Regions from separate parts of the Mus musculus genome. Here region 1 is linked to region 2. The links are chromatin contacts, called in public promoter capture Hi-C maps. All regions are on one chromosome and are shown on one strand. Each heading gives the region's core, a stretch centred on a gene start, on an enhancer-like site or on the middle of the called end of the contact. The rest is flanking DNA. Distances are from core to core; before and after follow the strand shown.

Evidence for each region. Promoter capture Hi-C pulls out the DNA fragments that hold promoters and counts their contacts.
Region 1: a contact with region 2 is called in a promoter capture Hi-C map of trophoblast stem cells, with 2.9 times the contacts expected there. The contact joins the promoter of Dppa1 here to the promoter of Itk in region 2. A contact is called at or near these places in 15 of 39 promoter capture datasets (the 3T3-L1 cell line, 3T3-L1-derived adipocytes, the HPC-7 cell line and 9 more) and 3 of 9 other capture datasets (adipose tissue, liver and macrophages).

What each region holds. Positions count from the first base shown.
Region 1 is chr11:46,626,687-46,630,806 of GRCm38.p6, reverse strand. Dppa1 (developmental pluripotency associated 1) reads left to right here and starts at 1,533. Exons shown (of 6, transcript NM_001163358.1): 1 at 1,533-1,582.
Region 2 is chr11:46,387,013-46,390,764 of GRCm38.p6, reverse strand. It overlaps Itk (IL2 inducible T cell kinase), which reads left to right and starts at 1,250. Exons shown (of 17, transcript NM_010583.3): 1 at 1,250-1,492. The coding sequence starts at 1,355.

The DNA.
Region 1 (4,120 bases), core at 284-2,783, 240 kb before region 2:
GAGGCTAAAATTGCACCTTGAGACTGGAAGATCTGAGGGAGCTTTTCAATTCATGAGAGAGAAGTGTTCTAAGAAAGGAACCAGCCATGGGATAAGTATCTGGACCAGGAGAATATGGGAAATCTTAGAAGCAGACAGGAAGCCCGTGTGGCTGAAATAGTGAAAACAAGTACAGTGTGTGTGTGTGTGTGTGTGTGTGTGTGTGTGTGTGTACAAATTTATAATCCCAGCTGTGTCTGTAGCTGTTTTAGAGCACTTGCCTGGTATACATGAAGCCTTAGATCCTTATGCAGAAACCCAGGAAACAGAACACACCTGTGATCCCAATAGGAGTGCAGGAAGAGAGATCAGAAGTTCATGATCGTCTTTGATACAAAGGAATGATAGACCAACCTGCATTACATCATGAGACACCCTCTCCTAACAAAACAAAAATCACAGCACATAGCACCAAAATGAAAAGTAAAATGATTATCCTAAGTCCATTCAGTAAAGCCTACTATTATTAAATCTCCCCAAGCCATCATGTCTCTCCTGGCAAATGGGTGTGAGGGCAGCTTCCAGTCACTCAGAAGGTGATCATCCAGGCGTTTTACCTGAAACAGGTTTATGACATTGTCCTCAGCATCTTTAAGAAGACTATATGTGGTTGGTTGGTTGGTTGGTTGGTTGGTTGATTTACTTATTTGGTTTGTAGGAGTAAAGACACTGTCAAATTTCACAACTGTTCTGGAAATGCTTTCTTGAACAACATTTTACCCTCTAGTTGAAAGATGGGAAAGTAGTCATATCCAGTTTCCTATTTTATACAACTCCCACACTTCGGGAGCCTCCTTGGACAATTTATTAACAACTGAATGCTGAACCCAGGTATGGAGAAGCTTGGCTTCAGCCCTTGAAAGATCTCCTCTCACCAAGCAGCTTTGGCCAGCCTAGAACTCTCTGCATAGCCATGCCGCCATACAATGCAGATCCACCTTCTCTTGCCTCCCCATTACTGGCACTAAAGGAGTGCACCACCATAGCTTGCACTCCCTAAACTTTGGAAACAGAGTCTATGAGCTAGATTTATTTTTTTCAACTCCCCCATTCTTATGGGCTCCTAGTAAACATTGGTTAGAACGATGTTAGTTAATGCCTTCCAGGAAGTATAACAAGAGACAGATGTCCCTTCTGCCCTTATTCCAGGAATTCCTGGTCTCTCCAGTTCATTCTGCTTTCTGGAATGCAGTTTATTTTCCTATAAATCTAGAGGGCTGGTCCAGGTGTTGAAGTCCCCCAGGCTTACAGTCACATCTAAAGTAAGGATCTTTGGTGCAGATGGAAAACAGCCCAGGGCACACTAGTGATGCTCTCACAGGCGCTCCTGTAATGTTTATTCCAGTGAGCAGATGCTATCTAGTGGGTGGGTTGGAGAACTGGAGACTCAGTTTTTACAAAGAACAGGTGAGAGTGTGGCCAGGAGATAAGGATGAAATTACAAGAGAGACTTGTCTTCATCCATAAATAGCTCTGAAGAGTTCATGGGCAGCAGATGACCAGAAGGAGAGACTAGCAAGAAGTCACTTTCCCCTAAGTACAGGTAAGTGGGGATGTCTACTGCCTTATGCTGAAGAGAAAGAGTCAGGATAGTGTTCCTTGGAGTGTCTGTACCATGTGGAATTACGTGAGAAGTGATGTGGGGTTGAACGTGGGACATTAAACAGTGGTGCTTGAGCCCTGAAACATTAGAGTAACTTAACCATCCAGTAGGGTTCTGTGGATTCTTGCAAAGTGAATCTATGTTTGAATAGAATAATGGGTTTTCATAGACGACTATGTGATGATATTTTGCCAGTGCAAGTACATGGACAGCTTTTAGAACTGGGATTTTTTTTTTTTTCTATGACTAGGAAGTCGTTTAGCTGATTAACTATCAAGGAAAATTTTTTTTGTTGTTGTTTTGTTTTGTTTTTCGAGACAGGCTTTCTCTGTGCAGCCCTGGCTGTCCTGGAACTCACTTTGTAGAGCAGGCTGGCCTCGAACTCGGAAATCCACCTGCCTCTGTCTCCCAAGTGCTATGATTAAAGTCGTGCGCCACCTCGCCGGACTGATTTTTTTTTTTTTTTTTTTTTTTTTGTGGATCTGACTAAACGTATGAAGCTCAGGATGAAGTGACTTCACCCACTGTCTTAGTCAGGGTTTCTATTCCTGCACAAACATCACAACCAAGAAGCAAGTTGGGGAGGAAAGGGATTTTTTGGCTTACACTTCCATACTGCTGTTTATCACCAAGGAAGTCAGGACTGGAACTCAAGTAGGTCAGGGAGCAGGAGCTGATACAGAGGCTATGGAGGGATGTTCTTTACTGGCTTGCTTCCCCTGGCTTGCTCAGCCTGCTCTCTTATAGAACCAAGACTGCCAGCCCAGAAATGGTCCCACCCACAAGGGGCCTTTCCCCCTTGATCACTAATTGAGAAAATGCCTTACAGTTGTATCTCATGGAGGCATGTCCTCAACTGAAGCTCCTTTCTCTGTGATAACTCCAGCTGTGTCAAGTTGACACAAAACTAGCCAGTACACCCACTGAGCCATCTTTCTGGTCCTTGATTAGCATCTTCCTTCATTGAGGAAGCCATCCACCCACAGCTTCTGCAGACACCCCTGAACCCCACTCATGTCTAAGCTGACACCCTTTACTTCCATTCCTCAGCAAAAATCCTCTTCCTTTCTGTCAAAAGAAAAAAAATCATCCAAGAGTTGAGGCAGAGGGATGGAGAAATCAATACCTTGTTTCAATAATCTTCAAATCATGCAAATACACACATTGTTTATACTTTCTGTTTATTCTTCGAGCTGAGACTTATTTTGTACCCCAGACTGGCCTGGATCACATTGGAATCTCCTTCTCTTAGTCTACTGACTGCTAATATGGTCCACACACATCACTCTGTCTTATATTTTCATTTGATTTTGACATGTCTTCAGGTGTCTCAGTCTGACCTCCACATTACAAGTGACTAAAGATTACGTTGATCCTCTGACCCTCCACTACCAAAGTTCTTGAATTTCATACAGGCAGACACCACTGTTCCTGGTTGTTCTGATGTGGAAGACTGAACTAGAAATTCATACCCACGAGACAAACTGTCTAGCATCTCATACACCCAGTTCCCATACTGATAGTTTTATCATTTAGAAAGGAAAGGGGAAAGAAAACTTAGCATCTTAACAAGTATTTTCCGTCCGTCTTGAGAAATGGAGGCATGGCTTTAGGGGTTAAAGGTCAGTTTTGAGACAGGAATGTATCTCATAATAACATACTCAAACCCCAGATATCTCCTCCAACCCTGTGGTGGGAGAGGCTCTTCCCTCCTCCGCTGATAGCCCCTCCCCTCATGCACAGCTCAGGCCTGAGTACCTAACTCATCCCCTGCAGACCCCCAGCCTACAGGAAGTCCTTGTGCTCTGCCTTCTGAGCCCACAGACTGAGAGTCTTGATTCCTTCCACCACTTTGCTCTCTGTTGTCTCTTCCACAGTGAACTCCTGCAAAGACTCTAAGGTGCCCTTGCTTGTCAGCCTAGCAGTCACAGCAGTCCTCAGAGGGCACCAGCTCCTGGGACCCCCACACCCCAGCAGTGGCTCTCTGTGTCCTTGGGGAGAGGAAAGTCCCCACAAAGTGGCTCCTGAGCCCTGTCCCTGCTGTATCCCCTGTTCTTCTTCATGGCTGTTCCTCACTGTCCCAGCTGCCCTGCCCTCTCCCCTGTCACAGGCACTCTCCTGCATCTGAACCTTTGCCCTCTCTCTCTTCTCCCCTCACAGCTTTCTGGTTGGCTAACCCTCTTCAGCCTTGCTCAGATCCCTTCTGTGTGACAGTGTTAGAAGACATTTCAGCCTGACAGTGCAGGGTAAGCTGCCCCCTGCCCTCCAGCACGGCCCTGAAGCTCCCTGGCCTTGCTGGATGCTTTCTTTGTAGTTTATCAGCACTGTTCATGTGTTCATCCATGCGGGAAACAGTGAATTCTATATTTTTGTTTTTTAAACAAATATTATTTTCTATATATTTTCTATGTATGTGTTGCATGCAATAGTCTAGATATAAACCAGATTTTCTTATGGCCTCATAACTAGCTACATCTT
Region 2 (3,752 bases), core at 1-2,500:
ACCCTGTGAATTGTCCACAGGGCAGATAAGCTTTAGTTCCCAAAGAGCCCTTACAAGGAGGTAGCTTGCTGTCTGTCTGTGTGTCCTGCCTCCTCATTAGAGTCCTTATGGCAGAGGAAAATAGGAGAGAGGATTCCATGTGGGAAAGTCTGAAAGGCTTCCCAGAGAACGTTGCAGGTCGGCGAGGCTGGCAGTATCTCATAGGCGCTCACTGGAAAAGAAAGAGACAAGAGAGAGTGTTCAGACACAGGACACTGCATTTTTGAAGTAGCATACACAGAAGGAAGCCAGGCACACCAACGGTGTCCAAAGGGGCCCCTGCAGTGCCTCATACAAGACCCCTGTTGCTTCCTTTCATAGATGAAGGAACTGATATTCCAAGCCACTGGACAGTGGTAGGTAGTAGAGATGGAATTCAAACCGATAGGTAGAATAAACAGCCCTGTGCAGATCTCTGCATGCCCTAATCCCTATAACCTGTGACTGTGTGTTGTTGGGTGATAAAGGGGAATTTACATTCCAAATGGAGTTATAGCGCCCATCTGCTGACCTTAAAATAGGGAGCCTGCCCTAGACGACCACTGTGAGAAGGGCCCAGTGTGGTTCTCAGGATCCTTAAATGGAGCAGAGGTAGGAGGAAGAGATTTTGGCAATACAGAGCAAGCAGGGCTCGACCTGCAGTTTGGGGGTTTGAAGATGGAGTAAAAGAGTCAAGACAGAGGCCACCAGAGTGTCCCTCAGTAGGGAGGATGGTCGCAGAGGCAGTGTCCCCTAGAGATCTGCAAGAAAGGCGCACAGTCCCACAGTCACCATGACTGTCACTCAACCAGACACATTTCAGACTTCTAAACTAGAGAATTGTAAGGCGCTTTGAGCCTTGTGGCTCTATGGCGCTTTGAGCCACTAAGCCTGTGGCAGGCAGTCCATGATAATAGCAATGGGAAACTTACATACAAGCTGAGCTCCATTGACCCCTGGATCCCTGTTCTTAGTCCCTTGTTTACATGACTTAACTGTTGTCAAGGCTAAACCAGGAGCTAGAAGAATTATAAGTGAACTCCTCTTATAATTCTAGGTTTCTTCAAACTTCTTTTTCAAACCATATAGCTAAGGGTACGCATGTGCCTCCCAGCTTGGTGAATTTTGAAAGGATGTGGTCATGGCCTTTGACATCAGAGGAGGGAGCTCAGCGGTGAGGCTGGCTGATGCTGATAGAAAAGATAAGGTTAGAGGCAAGTTGCCTTTGAACGACTCTCTAAAGATCAACTGCATCCTGTCTCAGTCTCCGCTGCTCCTCTCCTTCAGTCGCACTGCGGGGTGATGCCCAAGGCGCATCACTTTTCAGAACTGGACCATGAACAACTTCATCCTCCTGGAAGAACAGCTGATCAAGAAGTCCCAACAGAAGAGAAGGACTTCTCCCTCGAATTTTAAAGTTCGTTTCTTTGTCTTAACGAAAGCCAGCCTGGCCTACTTTGAGGACCGCCACGGGGTATGAGAAGGCTTACGTTGTGCTTTGTTTATTTTGTTTATTTATTTTGTTTATTTACTTTGTTCTGTGTTTGGACTGAGCTGATTCCTGAGATAAACTTGAACACCTGGGATGCAGGTACAGTGTGTTTTGGAAGCCACCAAGTAGAGTTAGAGATCGGAAGAAATGTGGAGAGTTCTGAGACTCCAGTGTCAGTTAGATTTGGCTATTTCAATTCTAAAATCTGTAGGTTTAACGTTCATACATTTCTTATGTGGTGAATGTTGTGGATAGGACTTGAAGTTTATGTAAACATGAAGTATATGTGGCATCTACAGTCTGTAGGACAGTAAAATATTAACTATGGCTTATTAAGACGTAAGGGGAAACCTAGCTCAACTTCCCTGTTTTACAAAAGAAGTGGTTCTTAGACTGTGAAGGGAGGTCCTATGTAAGATTTTCACGACTTGAACTCTGCTTATCTCAATGGTCATCACTGCCCTGAGGCCATGGGGTCCTACTTCCATTAAAGTGACATTCTAAAGTTGGAAGGAACAACCCTCTTTGTGGTAAAACATCTCAGGAGACTGGGGGTGTGGAACACAGAGTTTCTGCCTGCAGACCAGGGATCCCGCTAGAGTGTGTCGGCTCAGCTGGAGGCGTCTAATGACATCTTCGTGCACAGCAATAACAACAAAAGCAAGCGAGTGTGTGTTAATACTACAGTGTGACAGGAGCACTGGGTGGTGCTGGGAGCTTAGCCCATGGCTAAGTCCTCTCTGAGGCAGCCAAGGGCCAAGAGCATTGGCTGGGGCAAGACTTGGTCTTTTGAGAGTAGGGTTGCTTTCTAAAATAACCTAGGTCTATCTTGACTGCAAGTTACTCCGAGGCCAGAAGCTACTGGATCTGCTGACACTTGCTGCTAACGGCAGGGTGATTTAGGTAATGGTATATTGATGTCACACCCTTCTCAGTCCAGGCAGCCAGAAGCCCCTCTGACTAGGCTGGTTAACTCTGTGAACCAGAGAGGAAGGGAAGCGAAAGAATTAAGATGCTTTATACAGGCAAATATGCGCAGACACATATACATTCACACATATATTTACACTTTCATTCACATTCTTATTTGCACGTTAACACATTCACATTTTTGTTGGGCCCAATCACCTGTCTCATACACTCCACAAGCATTCATGCATGCTTACATACACACATACTCCTACGAACATACATATAGACAAACAGACATATACATCTGGATAGATAGATGGATGGATGGGCAGAGCCCCCCCCCCCCCAAGCCAAACTATCCAACTAACAACTTAATTTCTTTCCTCTGGCTTTTTTATACCTTCTCAGACAAAAATTTCTTTAGAAAATTACCTCAGAGATAAAATGTTACACAAATTTGAAGTTACAAAAAGATGTTGATATTTTAGCTCAAAGGAGTGTTTCATTCTATATGCTTGTTACAAGTTCAAAGCTTTTACATGGCCCTGGCTTATCATAGTTCATATCTGTGGTTGTATCCTTGGGCCTAAATGTTTTTCCTTGAACACAAATTTGTCCCAAGTCTATTTCTCTTTTTAGTATAATTATTAAAAGCTCATTGTATTTCTTATTATGCAGCCTTTTCTTACTATTCTGAGGAGTGGGCACATTCTATTCTTGACTGTAACCTTATTACAACTTTCTAGCAAAGCAACTAAGACCATCTCTTAAAACTTCCTAAAATTATTTGAATCAAATCGGGAATTCTATAGAATCATTATTAATTCATCTAAACAGCATTAATTCATGAACATTCATCTTTATGCTGATCTGAAGGAAATCTGATCAATAGGGTGGGCTAATGCCCAGGGACTGTTAGTTGCATAATGACAGGAAAGGCATATCAGTTGTAAGAAGCAATCCTAAGATGACATCTCTTTGGCCTTACCATAAAGCTCACCCATTGCGCACCATGCCAAAAATCCAACGTACCACCTCTAGGAAGGCCCCCTGCTAACCTTAACCTATCCTAGATGTCTCCTGACAGGGTGCGGGTCAAGTCGTCGCTGCACTTCCCACTGAGTGAGTCAGCCTGGGCAAATGTCCTCCATCAGACTCGTCTCCTTTGTAAATACAAGGACTAGACAGCAACCCCAAGTTCCACTCTTTCTTTCAAAATCTTTTGTTTTTGACACAGTGACGCTTGTTTAATTCTCCACAAACACTTTTCGAAGCTTGTTTGATTTCTCACCATATGGTTGTAGTATTTCTGCATCTTTAGAGGGGCTGG